2 separate regions of the Sus scrofa genome follow, and region 2 is linked to region 1. A link is a contact called in public HiChIP or PLAC-seq data. All regions are on one chromosome and are shown on one strand. Each heading gives the region's core, a stretch centred on a gene start, on an enhancer-like site or on the middle of the called end of the contact. The rest is flanking DNA. Distances are from core to core; before and after follow the strand shown.

The links. HiChIP or PLAC-seq counts read pairs in DNA pulled down with a chosen protein or histone mark.
Region 2: a contact with region 1 is called in an H3K27ac HiChIP or PLAC-seq map of skeletal muscle, with 2.1 times the contacts expected there. The contact joins the enhancer-like site here to the promoter of NMNAT2 in region 1. A contact is called at or near these places in 1 of 5 promoter capture datasets (liver), 19 of 47 Hi-C or Micro-C datasets (alveolar macrophages, blood, embryonic fibroblasts and 11 more) and 2 of 2 datasets of contacts at active chromatin or transcription factors (alveolar macrophages and skeletal muscle).

What each region holds. Positions count from the first base shown.
Region 1 is chr9:124,696,251-124,702,888 of Sscrofa11.1, reverse strand. NMNAT2 (nicotinamide/nicotinic acid mononucleotide adenylyltransferase 2) reads left to right here and starts at 4,978. Exons shown (of 14, transcript XM_021063806.1): 1 at 4,978-5,414. SMG7 (protein SMG7) reads right to left here and starts at 6,457. Exons shown (of 22, transcript XM_021063792.1): 1 at 5,247-6,457. The coding sequence starts at 5,275.
Region 2 is chr9:124,817,747-124,825,286 of Sscrofa11.1, reverse strand. No RefSeq gene overlaps it. Among named protein-coding and RNA genes, the nearest start is that of NCF2, 14 kb to the right of the region's middle. Within about 2 kb of position 2,131, at least 38 of the 83 cell types and tissues checked have an H3K27ac peak or open chromatin away from gene starts, as enhancers often do. A contact at or near this core is called in alveolar macrophages, liver, omental adipose tissue and 3 more, where this site is marked.

The sequences.
Region 1 (6,638 bases), core at 3,729-6,228:
TCCCTTCCACCCCAAAAATTGCTTCATGACAAACTTACGACACTAGCAGGTCCAGATCTGATTATAACATCTTAAAAAACAAAACAAAAACTCAGCAAGTGTTTCATCTACCATGAAGGTAAAATACAGCAGCTATCAGAAACATAGGCTAGGACAGGAAGTATACATTTTGAATCCAACTGAAACCACAAGGCAAACGGAAATTAACTGCTAAAATAATCTGGCCCATTAATACCCAAGCAGGTAAAATGCTATTAACACTTAACAAAAAAATAGACCTATAAGCCTCAAGAGAGGGTCATTTTTTTTTCTCTCCAAACTATTTTACCATGTTTGGTAAATCAGCCATGTATGGTTGACTTTCTGGGACCAAATCTATTTTAAATCCTGGGCATGGGGGTGGGGATGGAGATGGATGGGTCAGGGGAAGACTTCTTGACCATGTGAATTAATATGTTTGTGCTATAGGGTTTCTTGAAACTTCCACAGACAGTGACTAGCCAGTCCAGCATGCTTTCATTACCTGGAGCCCACCCTATTTGGTACGCCTATTTCTTCCAAATGCTCCCACTACTCTGTTCCTCTCCCCAGGCTAGAATAAAGCTCTGCTTGCTAATTTATACAGTTTCACCACTTCCCTTTGTCTCCCTCTGTTCCAAGATTTACAGTGACACATTTTAACTCACAATATACTGGATATTTTAATTAGAATTTAAATGACAGCCATTTTTCTGCTGTCCCAGAAAAAACATTGTGGCTGTTATATTATTTCTTCTTCTGGCAATAAAGTTTCTGACAAAGAAGTCTGCTGCTGGAATGCAGCCTCTCCACCAATGGAGGTATCATGCAAAAAAAAACTCTAACAAAACAATTTGTAGGCCTTCCCTGTAAAGTGATCTAACACCAAGGATCAACTTTGAGTGGATCCCACGGAAAAACCCTTAACATAAAAACAAATTAGGAGTTCCTGCTGAGGCTCAGCAGGTTAAGAACCTGATGCTGTCTCTGAGGCTTCGCTCAGTGGCTTAGGTTACAGATGCAGCTCAGATCCGGAGTTGCTGTAGCTATGGTGTAGGCCGGCAGCTGCAGCTCCAATTCGACCTATACCGCAACTTCCATATGCCTCAGGTACAGCCATAAAAAGGAAAAAAAAAATACGATACAATAAAAAGACAAAAAGAGAAAACTGAAGAAAGCAAAGTTGAAGAAAGTGTGAACAGTTGCCTTCCGCAACCATGGCAGATGTCATTCAGTGGCACCAGTGCCATCTTTTATAACCAGATTTGTTCTGACCGGTATTTTCGATGGCTATGATTATTTATATTATTGTTTTCTCATCTTCCAAAACAACTTCAATGATGTCTTCCCTAAGTGGTACTTGAATATTTCCATTACCCCTGTTTTTTCAACTCTGACATATTAATTTCCATATTTCTATCCTTTTGAATGCTTTTAAAGCACAATATTATACCTCACCTACTGTCTCCTCTCTGGTCTGTTCTCACCCTTCTCCCACCCTCCTCATCCACAACTCAAGACTACTGCATCCCCTTGATGCTGAATTCCTCTCTTTGTCTTACTGATGCTTCTTACTTCATATCCTCATTTCTGACTCTTTTGAAACTGCCATCTTACTCCCTGGTCTGCCATCACCCCACCATTTCAACACCAGACACCCCAGCTCATTTTCGCTAACAAATTAATTCAGCTAAGACTAATTTTCATCTACATGAAGGAAGACTGTAGCCGTGCAGTCTAAAAATTACCCAGTCATGGTCTTACACACTCAGAAAGGCAGGCAACAAAACTCTTCCTAAAGTGAAGGTCACAGAAAATAATTGCTATACCCACAACCACACTCAGCAATACTCAACATCATCCTCCACAAATGTCTATAAAAACCAATGGTTCCATTTTCATCAAAGAAAAGAAAATGAACATAATGCTTCCCCGAAGACATTCTCTAGTCTCTCCCAGATTTATTTTTAATTTTTCATACAATTTAAAGGTTAGTTTCCATTTACAGTTATTACAAGATATTGGCTACATTCCTTGTGTCGAACAATACATCCTTCAGCCTGTCTTACATCCCGTAGTTTGTACCTCCCATCCTCCCAGCCCTATACTGCCCTCCCCTCTCTATTCCCAGTAGTAACCACCAGTTATGCCCAGTACACTTTAAATGGAATGATTATCCAAAGAAGGGGAAAATGGAAATTCTGGCTTCTGCAAGCCTTTATTACCTCTTCCAATCTCCGTCCCAGACTAGTATTAGCCCTAAGACCTGCTTTATTTACTTAGGATAGATGAGCAAGATTGAAAAAAGACTGCCTCTTAGGAATTTTTAAGGGATTACAGGTCCTACGCCTATTCAGCTTTACCTGCTCAACTTTAGCTGGAAAATATAGGCTATTTAAACATCGTGTTCATTATAATTCTTTCCTCCCTTCTCCAAAGAACCAAATTCATCTCAAGCTGTCTACTACTGATTCTATAACCTACGTCTCTCCTACCAGGCTAAGTTAAAAAATACAAGATACGTTAACACAGGAGCCTCTCAAAGACAACTGATCCTCCCATTAAAATCACCACCACTCTCCCAATCTGCTTCTCATCACACCTTTTTAGTCTCACTGCCACCACTTTATTTCTGGCCCTTAACTGCCCACTACACAGATTCATCTTCCTAATACATAGCTATGAACATGTGAATTCTCTTCTAAACATCATCTCGAATTCTCCACTGTCCACCCATTTTAACTATAAACTACAAATCATATTATTCAAGACATTCTCAAGTATGGACGGCTAATCAAATAGGCTTTCTCTGGTCCCCCTGTGTATATAAAACAGCACAACCCTGTCTTGCTTTATTTTTCTTCCTAGTACTTGTCACCACCTGGTAAACATATTTATCTGTTCATACGGTTATTGGTTACATCCTTCTATTAGACCATGCCTTCCTATGTTCACTCTTTTGTTCACCACCGAATCCACGGTGCCTAGAATATAGTAAGTTCCCAAGACATACTTGTGGCAAGAATGGATGGATTCTGACATGTCACACACAGTATAGCAAATCTGGAGTTAGAAGCCCTACATCTGAGTTAGAGTTTCCACATACCAACATATGATCCTCAACAATTTTTAACTTCTTTGGGCTATACTTTATCTGTAAAAAGAAGAGTTCAAACTTGGTAATCTATGAAGCTCTTTTCCAGCTACATCATCTTAAGGTCTTGATTAACTCGACTGAACACCTGCCCTGGCCCCCACCCCCCTTTCTATGGATCTCTACTCGGTTTCTTTCCTTTTGGATTCCTCCTTCTCAATCCACACTTGTCAGAATACTGTTTATCCTTAAGGTCCCCTTAAGTGTCATTTTATTCCTGAAGCCTAACAAACTTTAAATTCTCTAAGAGGAGGATGAAGTTCTTATTTTTCTATTCTCAGTAGTCAGTACAATGCCTCCCATATAGGTGATCGACAAAACGACTGATGAATCATGTGTATGAATGAGCAAATAAACAAAGGAAGCTTTTCCTGATCCACCCCAATTGCTCAGGTAATCTCCTGCCTTTGGACTCTTACAACACTTGGCATCTTTTATGATCTTTACCATATTTTACTCACCTAATACACACTTGTCTGGAAATTCCTTAAAATTAAGGACCATCCTAATAGTTTTCCATATTCCCTTCTACAGCATCTATTATACATCTTTGTCACAGTTGTATATATTAGTTTATGTGACATGTTAAACAATCAAGAGATAATAAAGGAGAAGAATGGACCTCAATGTATAGGTATTATTCCAACTACCTGCTATTGGGCATATATGTTGTATTATGGATCCTGTACCCGTTAAACTTGGGGATTCAACAATAATTGAAAGATCTCATTTCCTCCTTTGCACACTCTGCTTAATAAAACTATTACTACTTTCAAAAGTAGAATAGCTACCCTCATGTATCACTTAACTACATACCTTCCTTCCAACACACATGCAAGGATCCATTTTCACTTCACTAAACAGCTTAAGTGACTTTGGGCTCATTTCAGACTTCTACCCCATCCAATTCCCTCCTCCACAAGGTGTGAAACCACTTTTTAAAGCATTTTCCCATAAGTGAGCCCTTTTAGTTCTGTTAAAGCCAAAAAGGACCCGTTTCAAGGCCTTCCTTCCCCCTTCTAAGCAGTGGCAACTCCTTAATTAACCTCAGGTTCCAACAATCTTTTTATTTTTCCCTGCCATCAGGATTTTGACCCTCGTTTACCTCTACCCCCACCTCCAAGCTCTTAGTCTGCTTCCATGGAACCTTCTTAGCTGCACAATAGCTGGTGTCTTTCTGTTCAATATGCTCTCGCCATCATGCACTTGGTTCCACTGTGTCTGCATCTTCTTCCACCTACAATATGCATCAATCGCCCCCCTTAATCCTCCCCAGATACACATACTCTCACACTCTATACCCATGTGTCACACTACCCCCCCACATACAAGTGCTTAACACCACTCTTAAGCCACACGACACTTAGAATGGTACCTTCCAAATGCACTGATTCTAACCCAGGTTCTTTGGGGGAACCCAACCCCGTCCACAGTACCTCCCTCTTTCCTCACTTCCTCATCCATTCCCCTTCTTTACGCCTCCAACCCCCCACCCGCCAACTAACTACAGATGACATTATTCCTCCGTATTTCCAACCCCAGAATGAAGAACAAACTCCAGCTTCCTGCGGTCTCTCGCTCCACTAGTCCTTCCTTCCCAGCCCCCTACTCACCCCAGGTGTGCAGACTTCCACCTCGTCTTCTCCCCATGCATCGCTCTAGCCAATCCCACACCACACCAGGTTTCTCCGCCACCCGCATCAGACTCCTCCACACCCACCTTCACTCGGGGTCGCGGCCGCCTCTGGGAGCGCCTCTCCCCACCCCTCGCCTGCGAGCCCGCGACCCGGGGCGCGCGCACACACACGTTCTCACGCTTTCCTAACCTCCCTCCCCGCACCGAGAGGAGCCGGCTTCGCTGGAACTCAGGCCGGCCCGTGGGGGCTAGGCACCCATGTGTGTGCCCGCTCCGCCCCCTCCCGCAGAGCCTCTCGCAGCCCCCGCCTCTCCGTCGGAGAACGAGAGGACACAGCAACTCCCCCGCCACCCCGGACATACCACCTCTGTGTCTGTTGCTCCATGCCCGAACCTTCGGTCCGCTCCCCTCTACGTACGGGCCGTCCTCGGCACTCACCGGAGATACTGCGCGCTCTGCAGGCTCATCCTCCGCCGCCCGCGTCTTCCCGCGAAGCCTCTGTGGGTCTCTCAGGCTCCTCGGAGCGGCCCCGCGGCACCGCGGGTGCTGGCGGCCGCCGCCATCTTCCTCTCCTCCGGCTCCTCCTCGCTCGGCGGGGGGGTGGGGGTGAGTGAGGCGAGGGGGAGGGAGCGGGGAAAGCTGCTCTCGCTGCTGCTCCGGCCCGTGGGGCGCAGGGACACTCCGACCCGGGAGGGGGAGGGGGAGGGAGGAGGGATGGGGGCGGGGGAAAGAGGAGGGAGAAGTAGAGGAAGGAAGTGTGGGGGTCTCTCTCGCGAGATTTCAGCGGCGCCGGTCCCTCCTGGCGATTTCCGCCTTTCGGTAGCGCTCCCTCTTGGGATCTGTTAGCTCGGCTGCACCTGCGCGGCTGCTGAGTAGCCCGCTGGAGACGCTCGGCGGCTTCCGGCCAATCCACCCCTCTCCTCCCGCGCGAGGGGGCAACCCCACCCTCACCGGGAACATTGAGCCCAAATCAACTGGGAGTTACACTGAAAGTCTTCCCCCGTCTTTCCACTCCACCCAATTTCTAGCTTCCTTTTTCCACCCCTCCACTCTTCCGTACCGGAAACGCCTCCCCTTCCTCGTACAGTTCCGGCCGCCAGTCCCTCGTTTCTGATCTGCCCTCGAGCCCTAGAGTGACGCTAAAGGACCCCCCTCCTTTTTTTCTGCGGCCCCTCCCCCTTCACGCTGGGAGACTGTTGGAGGGGATAGGGTGGAGCCCCAGGGAAGAAAAGAAACCAATCGGATTGGATAAGCAGCTGCCAAGGCAACTGAAGGCTGCAGTTGTATTGTCATAGTAACCAATTTGTGCGCACCGAGTGACCCTCCCTTGGCGAGTGGATTCCCGGAGAAGTGCCCAGGGTTCCCCCTTGGCTTCCCTTCCATCCAAAGGCTTCCCCTCAGGTTGGGAATACGGGTAGTTCTCTTGGGGAGTGAAGTTCATTTCCTCCTCCCTTTCCCTTTCCCGCAGCGATGGGGGAGACCCCGAGGCATTCACCATGGGCTTTTCCACCCGCCTACGGGCGGAAACCACCTCCATAGTTTTCCTCTCCGTGCGAGGTGTGCGGAGGGCCGGGCCTGCGAGGACGATGCGGAGCCTGCAGGCTGGTGGGCGGCGGGCTGGAGCTGGTAGGGCGGAACGGTGGCGCTTGGCAGCTAGGCGGGCGAGGGGTTTCCCCACAACTGCCTCGGGCTCTGGGAGGCGGGATCCCGCCTGGACGGGGTCCCTGAGGGAGGAGAACGGCACACGACTGCCGAGATCCCTCTTCTGCCGACAGAGACGTCCGACTTTCCCCGGCGGGTCGACCCCTTACAGAAATCCCCCAAACCCCA
Region 2 (7,540 bases), core at 882-3,381, 130 kb before region 1:
GGTCATAATTTCCACAAAGTGGTTCAGTTTTACACGATGTGCACATATTCATTCTTTTTCAGATTCTTTTTCCACATGGATTGTCACAGAATACTGGGTAGAGTTCTCTGTGCGACACAGCAGGTCCCCATTGGCCAGTCAGTGTGCATGGGCCCCTCCCAAAGTCCGTCCCTTCTCCCACCACCTGTCCCCTTTGGTAACCACAAGTTTGTTCTCAAAGTCTGTGAGTCTATTTCTGTTCTGCAAATATGTTCATTTATATCCTTTTTTTTAGATTCCACATGTAAGTGATATCATATGATGTTTGTCTTTCACTGTTTAATTTCACTTTGTATGATAATCTCTAGGTCCATCCATGTTGCTACAAACGGCATTATTTCATTCCTTTTCATGGCTGAGTAATAGTCCACTGTATATATGTACCACATCTGCTTGATCCATTCATCTGTCAAGGGACATTTAGGTTGCTTCCATGTCTTGGCTATTGTAGTAGTTGCAATGTACATTAGGGTGCCTTGTCTTTTCGAATTAGGGTTTTCTCCAAACAGATGCCCAGAAGCAGGATTGCTGGATCATACGGTAGTTCTATTTTAGTTTTTTGAGGGACCTCCATACTGTTTTCCATAGTGGTTGTACCAGTGTACATCCCTGTTGAGTGTAGGAGGGTTCCCTTTTCTCCACACCTCTCCAGGATTTATTGTTTGTAGACTTTTTGATGATGTCCAGTCTGACTAGTGTAAAGTGGTATCTTATAGCAGTTTTGATTTGCATTTCTCTAATAATTAGTGGTGTTGAACATCTTTTTTTTTTTTTTGCACTCTGTATGTCTTCTTTGGAGAAATATCTATTTAGGTCTTCTGCTCATTTTTTTGATTGGGATGTTTATTTTTTTGACATTGAGTTCATGAGTTGTTTGTATATTTTGGAGATTAATCCCTTGTCTGTTGCTTCATTTGCAAATATTTTCTCCCATTTTGTGGGTTATCTTTTCATTTTGTTTGTGTTTTTCTCTGGGGTGCAAAAACTTTTAAGTTTAATTAGGTCCCATGTATTTATTTTTGTTTTTATTTTCATTACTCTAGGAGGTGCTGGCTTTTAAATTTGATAATGGGAGTTCCCATCATGGCTCAGCAGAAATGAATCTGACTAGTATCCATGAGGAGACAGGTTCAATCCCTGGCCTTGCTCAGTGGAATAAGGATCCGGCATTGCCATAATCTGTGGTGTAGGTCTCAGGCATGACTCGGATCTGGTGTTGCTGTGGCTGTGGTGTAGGCCAGTGGCTACACTCTGATTCAACCCCTAGCCTGGGAACCTTCATATGCAAAAAAAAAAAAAAAAAAAGCAAAGCAATGGTCCTTATGTAACCCTAGAAGGTGGGGCAGAGGGATGGAGGATATTTGCCGAGCCAGTCTCCTCTGCCCTCTGACACCTTCCCCTTTCCAACACCCCCTCCCCTGCTCCCCAGCCCCGAGGAGATAAAGGAAGAGAAGCCAGTTGGATGGGGGCTCAGAGGAGGGGCACAGAGGGGCCATCATCTCCCAGGAGCAGCTAGCTCCAAAGGGGGAAAATGACAGAGCCCTGCAAAAGTTTGGAAATTTCAGAGTACAGGAGCTTGAAGAGGTTTAAACTGAGTATGCCTGGAACTGAATAAGATTATATTTTCTGCCACTAGCAGAAAAAGAGAACTAAAAATAGAAAGCTTGGAAAAATACAGACTTTTTTTTTTTTTTCATAGTTCTCTTAGTGGGAAAGTGACTATTTGCCCCCAGAGTACGAGTTGGGGAGTGGATGCTTTGGCCCGTGTTCTGTATCACCCTTATCACAAAGAGGAATTTTCCAAGCGTAGAGATCACGTAGGTGCCCTAATGAAGACAGATAAGGGGGGGGGGTGATAGTTAGGGCTCAGCTCTTGTCCTCTGGAGATTTTCATCCAGAATGTCAGCTCAGACACCAAATGGGAAAATTAGAAGGTACTAGATTTCCCCTCTGCCCTTGCCAAGAAAGATGTTTCCCAGGCCCCCGTGCCCAGGCCTGCCAGACCAAATTAGGAAAAGAGAGCCACATGACAATGAGGCTCATTTCACAGTGCTTTTCACTTCCTCATTGCTGAATGTGACTCAGGGGACACCCAGGAACCGGCTGAGGGAGAGAGGCTTCAGTTCATCGAGTGCTCCCTGTGGGTGGCTATAGGTCAAGCAAAGAGAGATGCTATGAAGAAGGGCTTCTGTAGCCTGGACCACCACCTGGGCACCTGGGCCCCTTCACTCCCTCCCCTCCCCACACCCCAGCCTAACCCTGGCCTCCAAAAGAAGCAGAAATGTCCCCTGTGTTCACTCAGGAAATGGGGGGTTCAGTTCTAAGAGCTGGACTCAGGGATCGACTTTTTCAAGTTCACAGGAACAAATGAACCTATGATGCTATGGTTTATCTCCCCAAAGGGGTTCATGGTGAACGGATGCATGGAGTAATCAGCCAAAGTGCAGAAGCCCCACCGCGGGTGCTTGAACGGTTGGGAAATCATTGCTGGAGCAAGAGCAGTCATCATAACCAATCAAGTGCTGGCTCGAGATTTTGCAACCTGGACCCAGAAGAATCACTGGAGGCCTAGACAGGTGTCATAGCTTCACACATTATAAGAAGCACAGAAAATCTTACAGAAAGCCAGGTGGCTGAAAGACAGCCAAAAATGAAAAAGGAATCCCTTTGGTTCATGGAGTACGAACATCAGGTTGGAACAGCCAATCTGCTGAAACACTTTAATTCTGAAAGAAGGCAGAATTCATTTGAATACATTTGTTCAAAATTTGAAGAACTTAAGCAGGAGCCATTTTCATCTTCTGGGAATGGTGTAGAGTATACTTTCATATGAATTGGTCCTGTCTCTATTGTTTTACTCTGGCTCAGCTTATCTCTCCAGAGTCACATGTAGGGTTTTTCAGGGCAAGCATCTTTCTCTCTCTCTCTCTCTCTTTTTTTTTTTTTTTGTTTTTGGCTGCGCACTCTCCGTGCACCCTCCCCATCCCTCCACGGGGCCAGGAATCACACCCACACCACGTCAGCAACCCCAGCCATGGCAGCGACAACACTGGCTTCCCCACCCATCAGGCCACCAGGGAACTCCAGGGCAAGAATCCTGAGCCAGCCCTTGCTTAAGAGGACACTAGAGTACGGGGATTGGGGCTTTGTAATTATTTAAGGACTTACCTAAGCTTGATATCCATCTTGGATTTCAATATTCCATTTCCCTTTCTCAGTTAAAACAACAAGTACAAAATTGAAAATAAAATGATCACAAGGTAATTTCAAAAAGCAGCTGGTTCGCGGGGACAGCATTGTGACTTTATTGCCTGAACAAAAAGAAAGTGAATTTGCTGGCCTTTGAGCTGCTAAATTTAAAACATGAACATTTGACTTCAAAACAGAACCAAGAGCCAATTTGTTAATCATTGTCCCAGAACTGAGCAAAAGCATCTGATTTTTAAAGCTACTTATTCATGGTCTACTGAATTGTTTTATTCCCCGAAACTCCATCTTGAAAGAAAAAAAAAAAAAGCCCTCTGCAAAATGACGCTTCCTGTTTGTCACCTGTTCAGTGCTTTTCCTCAGACCTGATAAGCAGGGCCCTGCTGAGTTTTGGTTCTTCCAGCTGGTACCCAGGTTGCCATAGCGATGCTAGGAGCGGAATCCAGGGTGAACGGATGTCTGAGACATCTCTGCTTGAGGCCTGAAAACAGCTTTGTGGGAGCTTCGCAGATGACACAGATGTTTCCAGAGTTAAAATGAAAGTCCCAGGGAGCAGGGATTCACCTGCTTCTTCCCCAGGCAGAAGAAAATCTAATTGTTTAAGAGTTTGACTTTGGCAGATGACCTCAGCAGTCCATCATTTCACGCATCATCTCAGGAAAGCTAGAGGTCACCAGATCCTCGGTCCCACCTGCAGGGACAATCTGCTCCCTGCCTGCCTCTCTGTCAAGGTGCCCTAGCCCGAGCCAGAGAAGAATTTTGGACCCTCCTATGGCTCCATGGGATGAGAGAAGTACGGCCCAGGGCAATGGCAAAGGGGACGGATGGGGCTGTGGGGCCAGTTTCTTTCAGCTGAAAATGCTGGAGACTGGGGCCCCGGGGCCAGCTCCCCGAGGCACAAGCACCACAGCTGACGAAGGAAGAACACAGGGCTATGCCAGGGATTCCAAATCCAAATTTCCCAGACAGTTGTTACATTTCTGGCTATTTTTGGTTAGAGCTCCGATTGGACCCCTAGCCTGGGAACCTCCATATGCCACAGGTACAGCCCTAGAAAGACAAAAAAGTAAAGAAAGAAAGAAAGAAAGATAGGAGGGGAATTCCCATCGTCAAATCCTGCCCTGCCCCTAAGCAGGAAAGCATCGTTCCTTGGGGAAAAAAAAAGGTTTAGTTGTTGTGTTGTTTGTTTGTTAATTAGGGGGGAAATCTTTGACCTCCTTTGGATTGTGGCAAAGAAGAACATTGCCAAACTGTATCCAGAATAGGTGAGATGCTTCCGAAGTGGCAATTTCTCTTTGCCTCTTTTTTTTTTTTTTTTTCCTTTTGCCACCCAGAGGCATATGGAGTTCCCCAACCAGGGATTAGATCTGAGCCACAGCTGTGACCTATACCACAGCTGCAGCAACTTGAGGTCCTTAACTCACTGTGCCAGACAGAGATGGAACCCATGTCCCAGAGTTCCAGAGATGCTGCAGATCCCATTGGGCCACAGTGGGAACTCCTCTTTCCCTCTTCTTTATTGAGCACACATTGCCCTTGGAGTCAGACAGACCTGCATTTTAATCATGGTAATTTATGAGCTCTGTAACCTTGAGCAAGTTACTTAAGTAAGACTCAGCTTCCTTTACTATCAATGGGTTTTGTAGCCACAAGTGAAGCCTGTGCACAAGTGCTTGAACCTTGCTGGCGCACAGTGAGAGCTCAATACAAAGTGACAGCGACTCAGGATTAGCATTAGTTGCCCCTCCTACCCCGAAAAGGGTTCAGCCTCTGCAACTTCAGCAATTAGATGCATAATTATCCTCAAGGGGAAGCTTGCAAATATGGACTTGAGCTCATCTTTGGGGACTCACAGTGGCAAATAAGCAGTCACACTGGGAAGAAGACATCTTAGAAAGGGCTGGGCGGGTCCTGCTCTGCTTTTCTTTTTTCTTTTCTTCCTTCCTTCCTTCCTTTTTTCTTTCTTTCTTTCTTTCTTTCTTTCTTTCTTCCTTTCTTTCCTTCTTTCCTTCTTTCCTTCTTCCTTCCCTCCCTCCCTCCTTCTTTCCTTCCTTGCTTTCTTGCTTTTTAAGGCCACACCCAGGGCATATGGAGGTTCCCAGCCTAGGGGTCCAATCGGATCTACAGCTGCTGGCCTACACCACAGCCACAGCAACACCAGATCCAAGCTGCATCTGTGACCTACACCACAGCTCATGGCAGCGCTGGATCCTTAACCCACTGAGCGAGGCCAGGGATCCAGCCTACATCCTCATGGATGCTAGTCAGAGTCCTTTCCACTGAGCCACTACGGAAACTCCTACAGTTGCTTCTTGATGTTTCCTTGTCCAAGTAAGGACCACTTCTCCAGGCTTCAGAAGTCCTTATTCCCCAACCTTCTTTCCAGGATTCTATGCCCCAGGGGACAGGGATGGAAGGAGAAAGCAAGAAAGGATCTGGAAGGACCATGGCTGCCAGAAACAGATGTCTTACCTATAGCCTGTAAGCAGACAACTGGAGAGGGAGAGAAGAGGTATGAAAAACTCTGTTTAGGGGGAATTATGATAGATTCTAAATGGGACATCCACTTTTTGTGTCAAAGGGGACTTTCACAGCATTCAATGATACTGACAGAATGTGATGAATTCTGTGGCTTGAATTGTACCTCCGTGTAACAAAGCATTCTGCAAAGCTTTCAGGTGCTAGAATTCTAAGGAGGAAATAACTACAGAGCTGAGAGCAGGCAAAACCAGAAACCGAGAGAAAGCTGCCTGGACCTGGGACAGAGGGGGCACTGAGTGTCCAAGGGCCAGGCTGGCAAGGGCAGGGCCCAGCTGGCCATGAGGCTTTTGCTCAAGGCAGCAGGAGTGGGAGGGTGGGAATGTCACAGCAGAGGACTAGCACCCCACGAAGCCGACAAGACCATTTGTTCATTCTTCTGTCATAAATTTGGAAATCCCAAAGCACCCACTGCCCGTTGGTGGCCGTGCGGCCCTTTCACATAGCATTCCTTTCCGTCTCAGGACAGGCCAGCAAAGGAGGCACCATTTTTATAACCATTTTGCTGATGAGGGCACTGACGCTCTGGAGAACTGGCATGACTTATGAAAGCTGGCTTAGGAGAACTGGCATGACTTATGAAAGCTGGCTTAGGTGGTCCAAGGCAGAGCCAGGCTTTGAATCCAGGATTTCTTTCATTCTTTTTTTTTTTAATTACATTTTTAAAGGATCGTTGATTTACAACGTTGTGCCAGTTTCTGCTGTACAGCAACCTGACCCTGTCGTACATATGTATACATTCTTGAATCTAAGATTTCTGACTTCACAATGTTTCTTGGTGAAAACACAGGATGAGAGAGAGCTGAGAATGGTTTAGGGGCTTCCATGAAACTCAGGGCGTGGAAGGGGTACCTCCAAACCCTGGCTCCCTGGGAAACCTAGGGCCACGTGGAGCCCCTCCCAAAGACTTGCCCCAGAGGGATGCTAGGAACGGGTGGAGCAGTCTGTGAAAGACGGGCACTGGACAGAAGGTGTCAGCAGAGGGGGCCCCAGGCCACAGCAGGAGCTGCCAGGTCTCAGCGTCTGCAGAGATCCCAAGGGGATGGGCTCCATCCGGCCACATCCGGGAGCAAAAGAAGCTGGTCTGTGGGGGAGGGCTGGTGCTAAGGAGGCGGAGACCAGGTGGGGCCGACATCACGAACAGGACTGGTTACAGAGTTGGCAGGGCCCTGTGCAAAGTGAACACGCGGCCTCTTGCTCAGAATCATCGAGCACTTTGAGCTGGTGACGGCAGAGGATTCAACCGAGCGTGGGGACCTTTGAAGCCTGGGGCTCCGTGGGGTGGCCCAGGTCACATACCCTGTTATATATTGTGCCTGGCTTCACTTCTAGCTGCCATGGCAAATGGAGGAGGGTTGGAAGGGAGGGGTGCTGGGCAGAGGGGAGATTCTGACGTCTCTTTCTTCCCCGAATTCACTCTAAATAGCTGAATTATAACAGCCTCTGTTTACCGAGTAGGCATTGTGCTCCAAGCTCTGGATTGTATTATTATTATTATTATTATTATTATTACTCATCCCCCACAACACAATTTTCCATTCAAGAAAACTGAGAGAGGCTGTAAGACCCACAGCCAACTGGAGGAAGGTCCAGATATAACTGTGAGGAGTTCCCACTGTGGCTCAGTGGAAATGAATCTAACATCCATGAGGACGCAGGTTCGATCCCTGGCTTTGCTCAGTGGGTTAAGGATCCGGAGTTGCTGTGAGCTGTGGTGTAGGTCACAGATGTGGCTCAGATTTGGCCTCACTACGGC